Regions from separate parts of the Cricetulus griseus genome. Here region 2 is linked to region 1. Evidence: chromatin contacts called from public Micro-C data. All regions are on one chromosome and are shown on one strand. Each heading gives the region's core, a stretch centred on a gene start, on an enhancer-like site or on the middle of the called end of the contact. The rest is flanking DNA. Distances are from core to core; before and after follow the strand shown. Region 1 holds the start of Uros (uroporphyrinogen-III synthase). Region 2 overlaps Edrf1 (erythroid differentiation-related factor 1).

Region 1 (2,771 bases), core at 179-2,678:
AATCCCAACACTCGGGAGGCAGAGGCAGGCGGATCTCTGTGAGTTCGAGGCCAGCCTGGTCTCCAGAGCGAGTACCAGGATAGGCTCCAAACCTACACAGAGAAACCCTGTCTCAAAAAAACCAAAAAACCCAAAAAAACAAACAAACAAAAAAGCCCATGCACTAAGTGTTAAATTTTGTTATGCATATTTTACCATACTAACAACAAAAACTATAAAGACTTGGGGGAAAATTGTTCATGAGTCTCAGTGCAATTCTATTGACATGTTTTAAATCTTTTTTCTATTATTAGCATTGTCATAGTTATGCATTACAAGAATATGTTTTTTTGGACAATTACAAAACCCAAGTAGAGGTCTGGATTTAGGAAGTAGCCATTTTAAGTTACTCTATCAGAGGTGTAATCCTGGTGTCATTACTGTCCACGATATAGACTGGTACATAAGAAGCTCCCGGGACACCTAGATCTCACCGTCATGGGAACTCTGGGTTAATGGGGGCCTTGGTGTCCTGACTGATGAAGAATCATTGGGGCTATTCACATTCCCTAAATTTCTCTGGCAAAGGCTTCCTTACTTCTAGGGGCAGCTCACTCTGGTTTCGGAATTAAACACACCTCATATGCTGCCGTAATTTTAAAGAAAAAAAAAAAGGGAGGGGGAGAATCACAGAGCCTCTTGTCAGGAAGTTAATGTTTTCTCTAGTTAATGATCTTTCTCAATAACCTTTACAAGGAGCTTCAAGTCAGCAGACTGTAGGATAAACCTGACTGGTAGAAGGTTCTAACCTTCAGGATGCTCCTTGCAAAAATCTGGCTTCTCTTAAAATCTGAAACTTTGGACCAGTACTTCATTTATCCACAAGTAGTGGCAGAGGCGGGGTAACACTCGCTAACTTGCCGCAATCCCTTTCTTTCGGTTCTATTCTTTTCAAGCAAGTCTTTTAACGACACTGTGGTCCCATGTGGTCGTCTTGTCTACTGAGAACTTTGTTAGGGAGATGGCATGGGCCCGGCCCCTGCCAGGATCAGCCGGCCTTCTGGCGCGGACTCCGGGAGCGCCGGTCAGCCCCTCTTTGCACGGGAGTCACGGATCGCTAGGGCCTGCGTGCAAGTCCACAGACCTGTGCCCTAGTCGGGTCCTGAGCCCGACACCTACCTCGCGGGCTCAGAAGCAGGACCGACCTGCACGCCGCGGGGCAAGAATCTCGCGGTCCCTGTCGGGGCTGCTGAGCACAGACAACCGGGAGCCGCCCCTCACCCGGCAGCTAGCGGTCCCCGGGCTCGTACCTCAGGCGCGTGGGCCGCCCGTACACATCTGGCTGTGCACGCGCACAGGCATCTAGGCGCCGGCGGAAGGAACGCAGGATGGGCCCAACCACTGCGCACACAGGAAAGACCCGGAGAGAATGAGGACGGCAGGAGGATGGAGGGAAGAAGAGAGGGTCACACCATGACCCCGCGGTGAAGATAAATCTGTCACATTAGTTCTGCGGGACTCATCCAGGGCTCTGTCTGGGTCGCGCCGACTCCGCGGCGAACTTTTTGAGCCTGTTTACCCCTAGGCCAACGATAGACCGGAAGGACAGGGGCGGGATTTGCGCAGGCGCAGTGTGGCCGGCAGCATGGCATCCAAAGCTAAGAAGCGAGCGTTGGGAAACGGGGTTCAGCGGCCTCTGGGACAGCAGGACCAGCGCGAGGAGGAAGAAGAGGATGAGGTGGAGGGTGAGGAAGAAGACGATGAAGACAGTGACGAGGAAGAGGATGAAGACGAGATCGTGGACGAGGTGAGGCACATGTGACCATATTTTTGGGAGAAAACAAAATTCAGGCAACCGAAGCTGTGGTAAAGTGATAGTCGCTGTGGTTCAGGAGTTGAACCTTACGTGGTACATTCTTACCCAGGTTCTCACCTCAGGCTTTTCTACACATAACTCCTTGAAGCCCTGCCCGGGTGAATTACATCCCCCAGAAGCCGGCCAATCCCACACACACTTACTTCAGTGGCCCAAGTCTTTACTGGCCCAGCGTACCGACGAAGTTTCTTCTCTCCTCTCCCTGCTACACTGGCTTGCTCACTCTGGCCCTTTGCAGTTTCGTAAAGGCTACCTGCATTGTCCTACACTCTTCAAACGCTCTTCATCCTGCATAGTTTCCCCTTCGTTATGTCTGTCTGTCTGTCTGTCTGTCTAATCACAGCTAGACCGTATTTCCTGCCTCCCTGGGACAGCCAACGTGGTCAGATTTGGTTTTGTGGTCTCACAGAACTGATGTCCTTTCTTAGTACCTACTTTCCGGTGGTTGAAGCCCTTCTTTCTAGGTGAATGATTAGGATTCAAACAGTGTTCAAGACAATTGCTGTCTAGGGACTTCAGACTTGACGGTCCAAAGCAGGGTTTATAATAGTTCCCCAGTTTGCCGGTGTTATGCCTCCTATCTCACCCCTCACCCAGTCCATCAGTAAATTCTATTAGCTTTTTCCTTCAGTATCCAGGCACATATTGATCCTGCTACTATTCTAGTTCACACTTCCATCATCTCTTGTCTGGTTACTATAAAGGTTTTCCTTTTTTTTTTTTTTTTTTTTAGATGAAATTAAGACTGGGATAGCCACAGCGAAATTACCTGTAACTTTATTTTGTTGTTTTTGAAGTGCTGCGAATCAAACCCAGTATACTGTGCATGGTAGGCAAGCACTTTACCATTGAGTCATACTTCCAGCCATCTATAGTAGCTTTTCACTGTCATGCCTTTCCATTTTTGTCCTTCTAC
Region 2 (2,771 bases), core at 179-2,678, 47 kb before region 1:
CAGGTGGAGCTCTGTGAGCTTGAGGCCAGCCTGGTTTACATAGTGAGTTCCAGGCCAGCCAGGAATACATAGTGAGGCCGTGTTTCAAAATATATATATGTGTGTGTATGTATATATAGAGAGAGGGAGAGCGAAAGTTAGCTAATAGCCATGTGCTTGTATCGTCTGTTCTAAAGGGAGATGGTGATTTAACCACAGGAGCAGCTCAGCTCAGAGCATGCATATGAACACACTGCAGTGGGGTGTAAGTGTCAGTCAGTCTTGGATAATTATAGCTAGCATAGAATACTAGAAAACAGAGATGCATCATTTCTTAGGAGCCTGTATGTGTAGCCTGGGAAAATCAATCTGAATGGTAGGGATATTTGGTATTTATAGACGGAAAAATACTTTTAGTCAGACACAAATATTCTGGGAAAATACCATTTTGTTAATAGACATTTTGACTGACATCTAAGTTTTTTGTTGTATTGGTAGAATCTATATTTACACTGTTAACACTTTTTGACTTAAAATGTCAGGTACTATAGGTATTATGGAGGAAGGGCTCATAACATGACTTGTGTTGATATTTCCTTGTTTTCTTTTCTTAGGATTTGCATGGGCAACAGATCTATCTACAGACTTAGAAAGTCAACTTTCAGTTAGTTGTAAATGTTATGAGGCTGCTAATGAAATCTTGCAATTTAGTGACTTAAAAAGTCAGAATCCTGAACATTATGTACAAGTGTTGAAGAGAATGGGAAATATTAGAAATGAAATTGGTGTGTTTTACATGAATCAGGCTGCTGCACTGCAGGGTGAGCGAGTAGGTGAGTGTCTATGTCCTCTTCGATACCTATTGTACTGAGAATCACACTGTTTGTGGGTGGAGCAAAGAACTGGCACTTGAGGGTGTGTGACGACAAGGTTCTCTTCTATGCTCTTAAGAAATAGAGAAAACATTATTTCCTCCTTGGGATTCATTCTTCCCAGTATCTTCCATTTTAACTTCTATACTTCAGACTGTCCAGTCAGCTTAGAAACAACTTGAACAGCCAGCCATGTGCCAGCTTCTGTATTGGGTGTGTGTCTGGAAATTTCCCACTTGGAAATCTATAAATACAGATTTCTGGGAAATGTGTTAAAGGTTACATGCAGTGCAGTGGAAAGGGGAAACTGTCCTAGTTGTGCACAGACCCACAAGTTCAAGGTCAAGGTTCTTTTCTTGGCTTTCAGACAGCCCTTTCCTACTGTGTTCTCACAAGGCCCTTTCTCTGTGTATACCTTTGCTGTCTCTTCCCTTCTTACAGGGGTCAGAGGCATATTGGATCAGGACCTCACTCTTAGTGACTTCATTTCACCTGAATCACTCTTCAAAGACCTCATTCTAAGCATAGTCACATTGTGAGCTAGTGGGGGTTAGTGCTTCACTGAATGACTCATGAAGGATGTTTCCTCATGTGTCAGGCATCAGAGAGAGTGCTGCGGTTGACCCCATTGGTCACACTGATGTCTGCTTATGCAATTGTTTTCTTTCTTTCTTTGTGAAGTGAGCAAATCTGTGTCTGCTGCAGAGCAACAATTGTGGAAAAAAAGCTTTTCTTGTTTTGAAAAGGGGATTCACAACTTTGAGTCGATTGACGATGCTACAAATGCTGCCCTTCTGCTGTGCAACACAGGAAGACTTATGCGGGTCTGTGCACAGGCGCACTGTGGTGCAGAGGATGAGTTCAAACGGGAGTTCTCTCCAGAAGAGGGCTTGTATTACAGCAAGGTAAGGTGGTTGCCTTATATTGGCCTCATCTTCTCATCCTTATAAAACTAAATATGAGTACAACATTGTGACGGCTAAGGGATGAACAGCTCATAGGAACAGTAAGGTGTTAGTGCTGAGGATGGCACGTGGAATTATTGGGTTAGATGCTTCAGTAAATGGTGTTGGTGCAACTAGAGTAAATGTTCGGTGTATTAAAGATTGCGTGGAGAGAGTGAAACTGGGAAAGTACCAGAAGATACAGGTGGAAGGCTGTGTGTCCAGCCCAGTATAGGAGATAGAAATGTACATCAGAGAGTACAAGTGGAAGCAGGTCTCACAGAAATGATCACACACACAGCACAGGTCATAGGTGAATGCACCCTTTAAGGTGTGAAGAAAGGTTAAGAAACTTGAATATGAAAAAGGGCAAATAACCTTAAAGTAAATGGTTTTAAAAAATATTTTAAATGTTTTTTAAAATCTAAAAATTTCAATTTATATTACATTTACAAGTTGAACCTGGCACTGAAGAGATGGCTCAATGTTTGAAAATGCTTGATATTCTTCCAGAGGATCAGAGTTCAGGTCCCATGCTGGGCAGTAGGTGAGCTATCCAGCTCCAGCTTCAGAAGATCCAATACTCTCTCCTGACCTTTCATGTACCCACACACATGTGCAGACACACATATACAAGTAAAAATCTGTCTAAGGAATAACTCAGAGCCACTTGCTGCATTCATGAAACCCCAGCACCTAGTTGACTGAGGCATGAGCATTGTAGACTACCTAGAAAGGGAAGGGGATGAGTTTATTTACCAAATTTTGCTACATTGTCTCCAGCGTTGGGAAGAGTACAAGAAAGGGGTCTGTGTGGCTCAGGAGGTAAGGGCACTTGACATCTAACCTGTAGACCTGAGTTCAGTCCCCAGAACTCACATGGTCAAAGGAGAGAACTGACTCCCACAGGTTATCTTTGAGTTTAATACATGCATGTATACACACAGTAAGTAAATGAAAACAAACGTTATAAAGA

Evidence for each region. A called contact is a pair of places that touch in the nucleus more often than the background predicts.
Region 2: a contact with region 1 is called in a Micro-C map of the CHO-K1 cell line, with 2.9 times the contacts expected there. The contact joins the enhancer-like site here to the promoter of Uros in region 1. A contact is called at or near these places in 2 of 8 Hi-C or Micro-C datasets (both in the CHO-K1 cell line).

What each region holds. Positions count from the first base shown.
Region 1 is chr3:67,161,855-67,164,625 of CriGri-PICRH-1.0, reverse strand. It overlaps Uros (uroporphyrinogen-III synthase), which reads right to left and starts at 1,428. Exons shown (of 9, transcript XM_027409123.2): 1 at 1,290-1,428. Bccip (BRCA2 and CDKN1A-interacting protein) reads left to right here and starts at 1,594. Exons shown (of 7, transcript XM_027409117.2): 1 at 1,594-1,786. The coding sequence starts at 1,625.
Region 2 is chr3:67,208,473-67,211,243 of CriGri-PICRH-1.0, reverse strand. It overlaps Edrf1 (erythroid differentiation-related factor 1), which reads left to right. Exons shown (of 24, transcript XM_027409127.2): 17 at 594-812; 18 at 1,533-1,756. Among named protein-coding and RNA genes, the nearest start is that of Mmp21, 22 kb to the right of the region's middle. Within about 2 kb of position 1,428, at least 3 of the 6 cell types and tissues checked have open chromatin away from gene starts, as enhancers often do. A contact at or near this core is called in the CHO-K1 cell line, where this site is marked.